Linked DNA regions of Cricetulus griseus: region 2 is linked to region 1. A link is a contact called in public Hi-C data. All regions are on one chromosome and are shown on one strand. Each heading gives the region's core, a stretch centred on a gene start, on an enhancer-like site or on the middle of the called end of the contact. The rest is flanking DNA. Distances are from core to core; before and after follow the strand shown. Region 1 holds the start of Alcam (CD166 antigen). Region 2 overlaps Alcam (CD166 antigen).

Region 1 (5,427 bases), core at 1,486-3,985:
GCTTTGTTACTGCTTTGAATCATTGGGTAGCCTTGTGGAAGTTATTTCGTGTTCTGGCCCTCAGGTTCTTGTAAGTGAAATACTGATAGGGATTTTTTGAGGGTGAGTAATATTTAGTAATTCATAAAACTTGAATGGAATTTTTCTAACATGAACTTTCAATAAAAGTAACTAAAATAATTTTAAGGGCCTCTGATGGTTTCCAAATCCCAGCTAATACAATCTGACCTTGTGTTGTCCAATGTTTTTATTCTTATGCCACACTCTTCTGCTAAATTCCTATCTTGATATTTTATTATTTTATCTAATGCAGAACAATACAACTATTACTTTTTGTGGTCCTAGCAATAGATGAACCATGGCCTTTGAAGTTTTTATTCTGAGCAGTTTACCAAGACATTTCCCACTGTAGAACATACTCCTCTTCGGTGGACATTGTGAACATAATTGACTATAAGTTCAATATGCCATAAATGCATGCATAAATCTGGTGTGCATATGAATGCATATATAGACAGCTGCTTCCAGAAGTGGGTGCATGCTTCATATCTGTAATTCGTATATTTTGATGTATCTTTAAAATGACTTGCTAATGTGTCATCACAATTTAGTTGTGAGAGGTTGGCTTTTGATCAAGGTCACTCAGTAAGTGCAAATCAGGGACCTCCCTAGGCTCTGTTTATTCCCCAAAGCCCATCACCTTCTACTGTGTCTAGCCAGTGTCCTATTTCGATCTCATTAACACACAAGAACCAATCCAATGAGTCTGGAGCAATGGATATTCCCTTTTGCAAGTGAGGAGATAGAGGCTTTGAGAAGTTGAATTGACTATGCTCACCAGACAATGTCAGAGGCAGGATTAGACATTCTGCCTTTTGCCATTTGTACAACCATATGCTATGATAAGTTTCACCTCAAAATAATCAGTCTGAAAATCAAGGAGAAATATAAGATGATTTGTTCTTAAACAGCCAACTTAAGACTGGCTGCAGTTAGCAGAAAAATTCCCTTAAGGAATAGAGTAGGATTCCCAAGAGCATGCCAGCAGTTTAGCTCTGTGCATGGAATACAGAGTTAAGGGGCATTTGCCTCCTAGCATTTAGCCTTCCTGTTGATTCATAAGATGCAAATGAAATGTAAATGTTAAAACCCTGTGGGGAAAACTACTTATTTTCAGAGGAAAAATCTAAGAGAGCCATCCTAGAATACTGTAAACGCGAGGAGAACTAGACAGAGAGGCGCTGGGGGAAAAAAATCACAGAAGATGGAGTTTAATAATTTCAAGCACGAAAGGAAAGGAATTCAAAGATCAGGGTCTGCGTGTGCGCTTGCGCGCTCGCGGGTGTGTGTGTGTGTGTGTGTGTGTGTGTGTGTGTGTGTGTGTGTGTGTGTGTGTGTGTGTGTGTGTGTTGTATGAAGCTTCTGCCTGCACACTCAGACACCTACATCTGCACTCACAGGTAGCTGGTCTTTTGAAGATCCAGCCCTCTGTGACTAGTTAGCATTCTCTGCTGGAGACTGGCTTCTCACAGGGGATGACCCTGCCATGCTCGAAAGACCATTTAATTCCCTGGCGAGGTGGTTCAGGGACCAGGATTTTATTATGCTACTGGCATAAGAGTTGTAATCCCACATTCCGGAGTTAGAGCCACTTAGGGCCCCAACAGCTCCACCCTGGTGTTTTAGAGGAAAATATTCCTTCATGCTTTCTGCCTGAACTGAAAGCGACACGGATTCCTGATGCTAAGCCTGGGAGGAGGTCGAAGCTTTAGAAATTGCCGGAAAAGCCTGCCCATCTGCTGGGTGCCTGGCTTTCTAGTATGGACCAGGAGGAGTTGGCTTTTAATCCGAAGAACTCTGGATTTTGTTTTGTAACTTGAAATCGTCGCCAATTACAAATAAACGTGACACTTTTTAAAAAAGGGGACATGGGGAAATTCCGTGCGACGAAATGGGGTATGGTAGAGAGTTCCAATTGTCACCGGGAGGGAGCTGAGGACTGAGGGAGGGGGCAGAAGTCTTTTTTGGCTTTTTGGTACTGGATACTTGACTAAATGATCTGCTCTGAGGAGGTGTGCGCTAGCTGGGAGTAGGGGGAGAGAAGAAAGGCAAGCTAGAGAAGTGAGGAAGGAGTTTGTCCCGGGGGAGAATTTTTGTCTACCAGCCAGTCGCCCTTTCCACCTTTTTGGACCAGTCCTGGTCCAAGAGGACCAAAGGCGCTCGCTCGCCTCACCCCCACGGGGCTGCCCCAACAACTCTTCGGAAGCTGAAGGCGGTACCGTCGCCGAGGAGAAAAAATCGCTAGGACTGAGCCAGTGAGTGGGCTTCCGGGTGCAAGAAGACAGCTATGTGACTAGGCGGAGCGGAGAGCAGATGGTCACAGACTGTGTGTCATGGGGGCGCTGAGAAACCCCAGGCAAGATGCAGCCCGCGGCAAATCCAGCTCGGCGGTGCCTAGGCTCTCAAGCCCGCTCCGGATTGGCGGGTGTGCCCTAGAGGGCGGAGTCAAGGACGGCCCCGCCCACCCGAGCGCCGGCTGCGAGCGGGGCTGGGGCGTCATGCTCTCCTCGCATCCGGGGCCGCAGGCTCGGCTCGGTTTCCGACTCGGTCCTGCAGCGCCTCTAGGCTGCCGATCCGTGCTCCAACCACCTGCTCCACGCTGGGCGGGAGGGAGGAGCGGGAGGAGGAGGAGGAGGTGGAGGAGGAGGAGGAGACAGGCAGCTTACACACGCCTTCCAGTCCTCCACTCAGAGCAGCCCGAGCCCGCGGCCGCCGCCACTGCTCCAGCTGCCGCCGCTCCAGCCACTGCCGCGGCTGCCACCTGAGGAGACCCACGGTGCGGACCCAGAGGCGCTGCCCCGCCGACCCCTCCGAGGTCCCCGTGACCCGTGCACGGCGCAACTCTCCTGGCTCTTCTTCTCATCTCCTTTGCAAGCAGAGAAACTAACAGAAGAGAGCAGCCAAAAAAAAAAAAAAAAAAAAAAAAAAGGACCGCGTCCACCTTGACTGACTACTGAAGCGTCTCCTGGAATAAGAGGGTCGCCCGTCCTGGGAGCAGCAGCCAAAGACGCTGAGGGAGGGAGGGCGTGGAGGGGGAGGAAGGAGTTGCGGGTTGAGCGTGGGGGAAAGTTGCGTGTGGCATAGACCCGACGGCCCAGCGCCACGATCCCCGGGGGACCGTGTGTCTGGTAAAACGCCGCTACCCCTTGAGTCCGGACCCACGAGCGAGCGGGCCCCGTGGGCCCGGGGACGACGCCCCCTCCCGCGGCGTGGACTTTGTCGGTGGCCCTCGAGGAGGAGGAGGAATATGGCCCCTAAGGTGTCCCCTTCTTGCCGTCTGGTTTTCTGCCTCTTGATCTCAGCCGCGGTCCTCAGACCAGGTAAGCAATGGCCTGTGAGCAGCCCGACCGACTGCCGCGGTTGCTGTGGCCCGGGGGCGGTTCCCTGGGTGGCCTGGGACTGTGCGTCCAAGCGCGTGCTTAGGAAAGTAAGGGAGCCATATAGGCGCGCGGGGACACGGACCTGTCCCTGGGAACAGGCACTTGTGTCACACGTTTGAGGCTTGACTGGTCTGTTCAAGTTTGGGCGGAGAGAGCGAGCACTGAGAAAATCTCCAGCAACTTTGGATGAGGCTTCGCTTGAGGCTGAGGAGCCCCCAGGATTTGCTAGACTCTCTGCCCCTGCACAGTCCCTCCAGTCCCTGGGTGTCAAAGTCCACGTCGCTGAACCCAGGGCAGTTTCCTTTGGCTTGGCTGTGAGCTGAAATAACTGCCTGCACTTTGTCATGATAAATCCCCTAGTAACTTCCTCTTGGTCATAACGTGAAGACCCGGGAGGCAAAGCAAGGGAAAGGGAAGGCTTTTCATCTCAGGAAAAAAAATTTTAAAAAATATTAACACTGAAATAACAGCTGCATTGTCTGGTGGGTGGTGAGTGTAGGGTTGATGGCAGCCGAGTCACGCAGCATGGACTGGGTTAGCAGCCAGGTTTGTGAGCCCTGTGTGAGGGATGTCTTGATTTCCACACCCAGCGATAGCGCCTCAGGTCTCACTTCTACACTGAGTCCTCGAAGGAAGACGACAAAATTCCCACCAACCAGACTATCTTGTGGGGAATCCCTTGTCTCACCCCAGGGGACGTCCCTGGCCCTTGTGTCCACCAGCTGGTTTGCAGGTTGACACACCATAGTCCTGCTCTGCCTGGTATGCTCTCCCAGTCACTAGCCTAAGTGGCAGGTACTTTTCCCTAGATCTAACCCTTTCAAGTTTTGATTTTCAACCGTTTAGTGGATAGTTGGGGGTTAAACTACTATTCCCTGTTATTTTGGCTTCTGCCTCTTTTTCCCTCCCCCTTTCTTTAGTTTTAAATCAAGGAGAAGGAAAAAAAAAAAAGGACTCACTTTCTTTTCCCATCTTTTATTCCTGTACTCCCCTTCAGTTGTTGGCAAGCTGAAGCCAAAGAAGTGGGTTCAAAGGCTAGGAATCTTTCCCAGGAAGGAGAGGAAAGGAAGGAGGCCATACATAGCAGGATTTGGGAGCCTCTACTCGTGTGTGTGTGTGTGTGTGTGTGTGTGTGTGTGTGTGTGTGTGTGTGTGTATTTGGGAGAGTGAGTGTAGGAGGTTGCCTTCTCCATATCTCTTTATCAAAGTTGCATTTCTGGGTGAGGTAATGAACTTACTGTTTCTGAGGCTGAGAAAGACATCAGTGACCAATCTCAGGCTCTGGGGCGGGGATCCTAAAACCCAAGTAGCCCCAGGTTTTAAGGCAGGTAGGGCTTATTGAAATCACCCAGAAGATGAGCGCCCGGGGCATCTCTAGTCTTGCACAATGTAGTCTCACTTTTTCGGGATCCCAATGTAGGATGGGGGAAGGGCACCTTGGAACCCAGGAGAAGAGTCAAGTAGAGAGCTTCGGGGCCAGTTTGTGAGCTGTGACAATACACACGCCTGTCTCCGCTCTTGGCTTTAACCCTCTCCCACCAGGCTTCGAGACTGTCACTTCCATTTCCACCCCGACTGCAGCACACAGCAGTTAACCTTTCATGCGGTTGCGCTGGAATTTATTTTCAGTTGGCCCCGTCGGAAAAACAGGTTTTTCTTTGCTCGGAACTGCCAAGAGGGGAGAGGTTCCGCTTTCAGACCTGATGGTGATTCTCTCTGCACCGCAGGCTCCAGTCCAACCACCAGCTGTGCGCTTTCCCGCAGGAGCGCGCCTGCTGATCCAGGGTCGCAAGCCACAAACCCCCAAATTCGCTTTCCCCCTGAATGATAGCGCTGACGTTGTACAAACTTCTCCATGGAATGTCAGTGTGCTTTCAATGGATTGGTTATGGTTCTAAAGGCACAGGGTCTCCTGCCAGTGAGTCCTGGACTGTGTGTCCTCTGCAGAGTGGAGCCTTGGGAGTGAGGTACTGCCTAGCTTCATCCC
Region 2 (5,427 bases), core at 2,100-4,599, 140 kb after region 1:
AGATAATTTAAGGCAGGGATTTATATTGGAAACTGAGATAAAATTAAAGATTTAAGAAAAATATTATTGATGTATTTACATATGTACACACATACATGAGAAACTAAAGCTTTTGGATTCCTAAATAAGCCTTGCAATCACAACTAATATTTACTTTAAAAGGAAGTAAATCAAACTAAGCCTCTCTGAAATTTTACATTTTACTATGTCTTTCAACATGTTTTTTTTTTCATAATTTATGTTCTCAAAGCCCTTGTGAAGTAAAGGGGATAATTGGCCCCTATTTTAGACTAAATTGCTTCCTAGGTAAGATGACTTTTAGAGACCAGAGGAAAATGAGCACTGTGTGGACTAGTGTTCTTGGCACCATTTCCCATGCTGAGTTACATATTATCTTGATAATACTTTCATATGAAATGCTTTCAAAGTAAGTTTTGAGCCTCAGATGAAAAACTCTCTGTCTCAGCGGTTAATCTGCTTCTCATTGAGTGAAAAGGATGGTTTGCCCAGCTGAATGTTGTTCCTTCATGAAAACTGAATATGTGGTGTAAAGGGCCCCCACACCAATGCTAACTGACAGATATGAACACTTACCATGTGGGGATTAAAATCACGCATGTTTCAAATGTAGCTGTGCGATACTGCTAAGGCCATGTAATAAGCTCAACTGTATGACCACTTCAGTGGTTTTTTTCTGCAGATTAGTTTTTGTATTTTTATGTTTGTTTCTATCTACTTTTTAGATGTACATTAAACAAGATTACACCATGCTCCATCAAAAAAGCCACCAATGTCCCACACGTGTGAGATGAGCTCCACTGAGAGCTTGATCCTTTCATTTTTCAATCATTCCCATGAACCTATGAGTGAACCAACAGCTTCATTTCGTGTGAAGTGTGATTTTTCTTTCTGTAAGCAAAGAATTATGTGATGCCGATCCCTAAAAACCATTGCTCTTCAACAGCAACACCAACAAAAGTCTACATAGAATAATATGGCAAAAGAAATCATAGTATTCTGAAACATGAATTATGTTTGTTTTTAACATGTATTGTTATTTTGGTTTTTAGGAAAAGCCCGATGGTTCCCCAGTATTTATTGCCTTCAGATCTTCTACAAAGAAAAGTGTGCAGTATGATGATGTCCCAGAGTACAAGGACAGATTGAGCCTCTCAGAAAACTACACTTTGTCTATCAACAATGCAAAGATCAGTGATGAAAAGAGATTTGTGTGCATGCTAGTGACTGAGGACAACGTGTTTGAGGCACCTACACTAGTCAAGGTGTTCAGTAAGTAGACTGCAATAGAACTGCTAAGTGGAGTTGGTGGCTGGTGTTAGAAGGTGTTCTTCAGGTAGAATCTTGAGCTCTCTGCAATGCCTCTCCACAGAAAACTGTGTAAGTGAGTTTCTAGAGCTCTTTATTCTACCGATACACACTGGTAACAAGGAAAATAAGTCTGGCATTCACATAGGAGATGCACAGTGAGGAGTTAGAACAATAACTTTAAAACAGTAACTTTCCCTGGGATGTAAAGAGCTACCTGTAACAACTGGCTAATTACATCTAACTTCTGATGATTTGTTCAAAGAAAAAAATATGTTTCTGTATAGGATGCATATATAATCATGCAATCATACAAATGTATAAATGTTAGGATTAGCTATATAAAATTGTCATTTTAATATATAACAAGAATAAATAAAAATTTAAAGTATTGTATGATCTAGAGATCTAACAATTCAACTTGTATATATACATATATGTAACATGTTTATGAGTGTGTATGTATGCATATGTGTGTATGTGTGTACTTTCTAACCTTTAATGCTTATTGATTCGATTTTTAACATATTCATATTATTCAGAAAAAATTCCCTAAAATAATTAAGCTCAGCATCTTAATGGGATTGGATTACAAAAGGATTACACCACAAAGATAAAGTAGGGTTGCAAGAAGGGAAACTAATAGAAGATACTCAACATAATTACTATGGTTACATGACTTCACCTGATAATATATATTTAATGTTACTGTGCAAATAGCTATGCAAATGAATGACTAGAGATGTATAATTAAAGTAGTTCTTCTTTTAAGATTCAAATAAAAAGTCCCACCTTAGTTACATCATAATGTTTTAGAACCTACAAGGGAAAAATAAATCAGGGCTAAAAAGTTTCAGAATACCAGTCTTGCTTAATTAGGAAGAAGGTCTTACTTTCCCACTTTGCCCTCTGCTTTCTGATGGCCTGACAGCTCCTAGAAAAGATTAAAATAAATAGTAAAGAAGAAAACCAGAAGGCTTCCAACTGGAGCAAGCAACCATGGATTTTTCGTGTTTCTCTATGCAACTAAGTAAGGCTGCCCCTTAAGTATTGATGTAGACTTCAAAGCTTCAATGGGTTCATGATGCAGATTCAAAGAGTACTACCACTGTAAAAGGAAACCTTTGTTCTCCAGAAGGGCCTTGTAAATGCATATTACATGTTTCAGTTGATTATCTTTTAGCTTAGAAGGCACTTTCCAGAAGTCATCCACACTTCCCTATCATATTTTCATCAAACCAAGTTCCAGCTGTTTATCAGTTCTGCCTACTTCCACAGGGTACGGAATAGCTAGTATTCAGTACTTGTCATTGGCCATGTTGGCTTTTGAGTTTTCTTTCTATCCCCTTCTTTCTGTTTTTACTGGAGAGGTGGATGGTAGATTTGCTAAGGGCATTCTTCCCTAAAAGCAAAAGAACACCAACATTACCATAGGCTTTAATATCTTAAATACCAAGAATGTAGGTAGGCTAACTCACAACACTAATCATTATGTAAATTAATTTGCCATTTTCAAGTTTCTATAAATCGTGTTGAAATTATCCAAGTTCAAGCTAGAACACAAACAAATCAAGAACATTCCAAGTTATATTTAGAAAAATCATTTGTGACATTTTCCAAATTTTCTTTCTTTATAAAAATGCTACATCAATATCTAAAAGTAAGAATCCAATTAGCTTAATTTAATAAAATTTGTAAGCTGTTGTAGAATACAGAAGCTTTCTGTGATGGTGAAAACAAACTCGTATGCCATGTACTGCCAGGACCCCTGCCCCCTGCTCTTTTGAATGTTGTTGAAAACAAAGCAATTCTCAGTAACAGAATTTGCATTCCAGGCTGTGGGCCAGGGAGAATTTACATAGCAAGTTACACACTCTTGAAAATGGCCCTGTATCTGAGAAACCACGAAAGACCCACCAAATGCCAGAAAATGAATGGCATCTCAGATAACCATGACACACCTACAAGATCGTGTAGGAACCTCACTCTTTCTTTGAATTATGAATTTGCCTCAGGCCACTTTTTGCAAACCCAGCCTGCAGCTGTGGCAGGCAGGGAGACTCTCATCCTATGCTTGTATATATTTCAGTCACTTAAGAGTTACTATGCTCATCAATCAATCCTCTGTTTTCCTCTATTGAATCACCTAGCAACATGAACCATGTACGAATCAAGTGTGGCTGTTGTGAGCCAATCTCAGATAAACCTTCTGCAGACTGTCAGCCCCATGAGCAAAATCAAGTTGCTTTTATTCAAGCCAGAGGAACTGATGGATGGTTTTACCTTCCATGTAGGTTTGTTTGTTTAGTTTTAAAATACATTTCTGATGTAAGAAATCATTCCTCAAGTCCAAGCAAGGAACGTGCTTTGTCACCACTAATCAGCTCTTGAATGGCATCAAAATCAAACTGCTTTTGCTTTTAGTGCACATTGGAGAGTAATAAAACTACTTGGAAGCAAAATTAGACCATTGAAAGTTCCCAAAGATTCATTCCAATGATTGTGCAAAAGCCTCAGAGGTCAAACAGGTGTCCAGAGAGCCAAATGGCTCTCAGTGATGAGATGGGAAAATCTACTCACCAGAAGACCTTGCTTTGTCAGGACTGCCACTAAGTTCTGACCTTGGCAAGTCTCTTAGCCTGCCTGGGGTTCAAACAACCTCTTGAGTAAAATGAATGTTGTAGATTACGTGGGAGGCTTTTCTATTCTGCTACTAAAGCCCTGTCCAGGAACTAAGAAGCAGGGTCTGGCATTGGAAGAAGCTTCTTCTGTTCAAGTGGTTAGAATCCTATTCACTGTTTCAGTTATTTGCAGTAACGTGTTGATGAATAAAAAGAAGATGAAAAAGAAAAGGCAGCCTCAGCCACTTAGGAGATCAGACCTCACTTCAGAGACAGCATGGAGAATATAAGAAGACCCATCTCGATTTTTTTAGGGGTGTGGGGCAGCTCTTGGTGAGCCTTTGAACACTACTTTATTGGTCAGTTCTCTGTGCTCTGCTGGTGTTCTGTGGTGTTACAGGAGAGCCGGTTTCTAGGACTTAGTTCTTGTACCAGAAGCCCAGTCCTCAAGGCGTTGGCCAATGTGTGCCACCTCTGCACGTCGCTTCACAGCTCCTACTTGAACATGATTCTTAATGCTCCATCGCATTGGAAAATGGAGAATCTCTCCTCCTTCCAGTGGAAAATTGTTAAACGAGAAAATAGCAAAGGAATATTTATTTTCAAGGAGAAAGACATGGAAAATGAGCTACTTAACAAGTAATATCAAAAGTGTATGTTATAGTTAGATTCTTTTCAGGGTGGGGAGGATGAAGGGGATTGAAACAGAGTTTCATACAGCCCAAGCTATTCCACAAACATGTTATGTAGCCAAAGCTGGCCTTGAACTTCTCATCCTTCCTTTACCTCCCAAGTACTGAAATTATATGCCTATCACTGTTCCCAGGTCACTTTGATCTGTAAAATTAAAAAAAAAAAATTTCCCCATCTAATGCAAAAAAAACACAACATTGCTCCATGCACACACTAGCTTAAGTGCTTGGTAAATAGTAAGGACTTTGATTATAAACAGGAATTGAGATCATTACCTCTGCACAAACCTGCCAGGGCATTTTCTCTTTGTGTTCATTGACTGGGATAGCCCGTGTATGGTTTTACAGTAATGCTAGGATACCGTGGGTGACAGAGAACACTTTAGGACCCAGAACTACATCTTCACCTGCACATTCGATGGCTCCGGGCCCAAACTGTAACTTTTAGTTATTGATTTCTACTTTTATTCTGAAAATCAATATTCATAGCATTCACTAACTATAGCCTGAGAGTTACAGCTAGAAGTGGGCTATCTATTTTAGTATATTTATTCTTGATCAGTTCTTATCTCTATACCAGTTTCCTTCTCCCCTGCCTCCCAAAAACTGTAACAAAGCAAAAGGAGTAATTGGAAGAGCAAACCTTCTGCTTCCAGAACACTTGAACTTATGCAACCTTTTATATATAGTTTAGCTTAGCCTTTAATTATTTGTGTTGAGCCTTCAAATGATACTGATGAAAGCCTGTGATCTCTTTAGTTAAAAAGAAGTCACTTCAGCTTCAGAAT

The links. A called contact is a pair of places that touch in the nucleus more often than the background predicts.
Region 2: a contact with region 1 is called in a Hi-C map of fibroblasts, with 3 times the contacts expected there. The contact joins the enhancer-like site here to the promoter of Alcam in region 1. A contact is called at or near these places in 4 of 8 Hi-C or Micro-C datasets (the CHK-Q cell line, the CHO-K1 cell line and fibroblasts).

The regions. Positions count from the first base shown.
Region 1 is chr4:39,008,271-39,013,697 of CriGri-PICRH-1.0, forward strand. It overlaps Alcam (CD166 antigen), which reads left to right and starts at 2,736. Exons shown (of 15, transcript XM_027412520.2): 1 at 2,736-3,380. The coding sequence starts at 3,308.
Region 2 is chr4:39,146,807-39,152,233 of CriGri-PICRH-1.0, forward strand. Alcam (CD166 antigen) reads left to right here. Exons shown (of 15, transcript XM_027412520.2): 3 at 1,071-1,290. Among named protein-coding and RNA genes, the nearest start is that of Alcam, 140 kb to the left of the region's middle. Within about 2 kb of position 3,350, at least 2 of the 6 cell types and tissues checked have open chromatin away from gene starts, as enhancers often do. A contact at or near this core is called in fibroblasts, where this site is marked.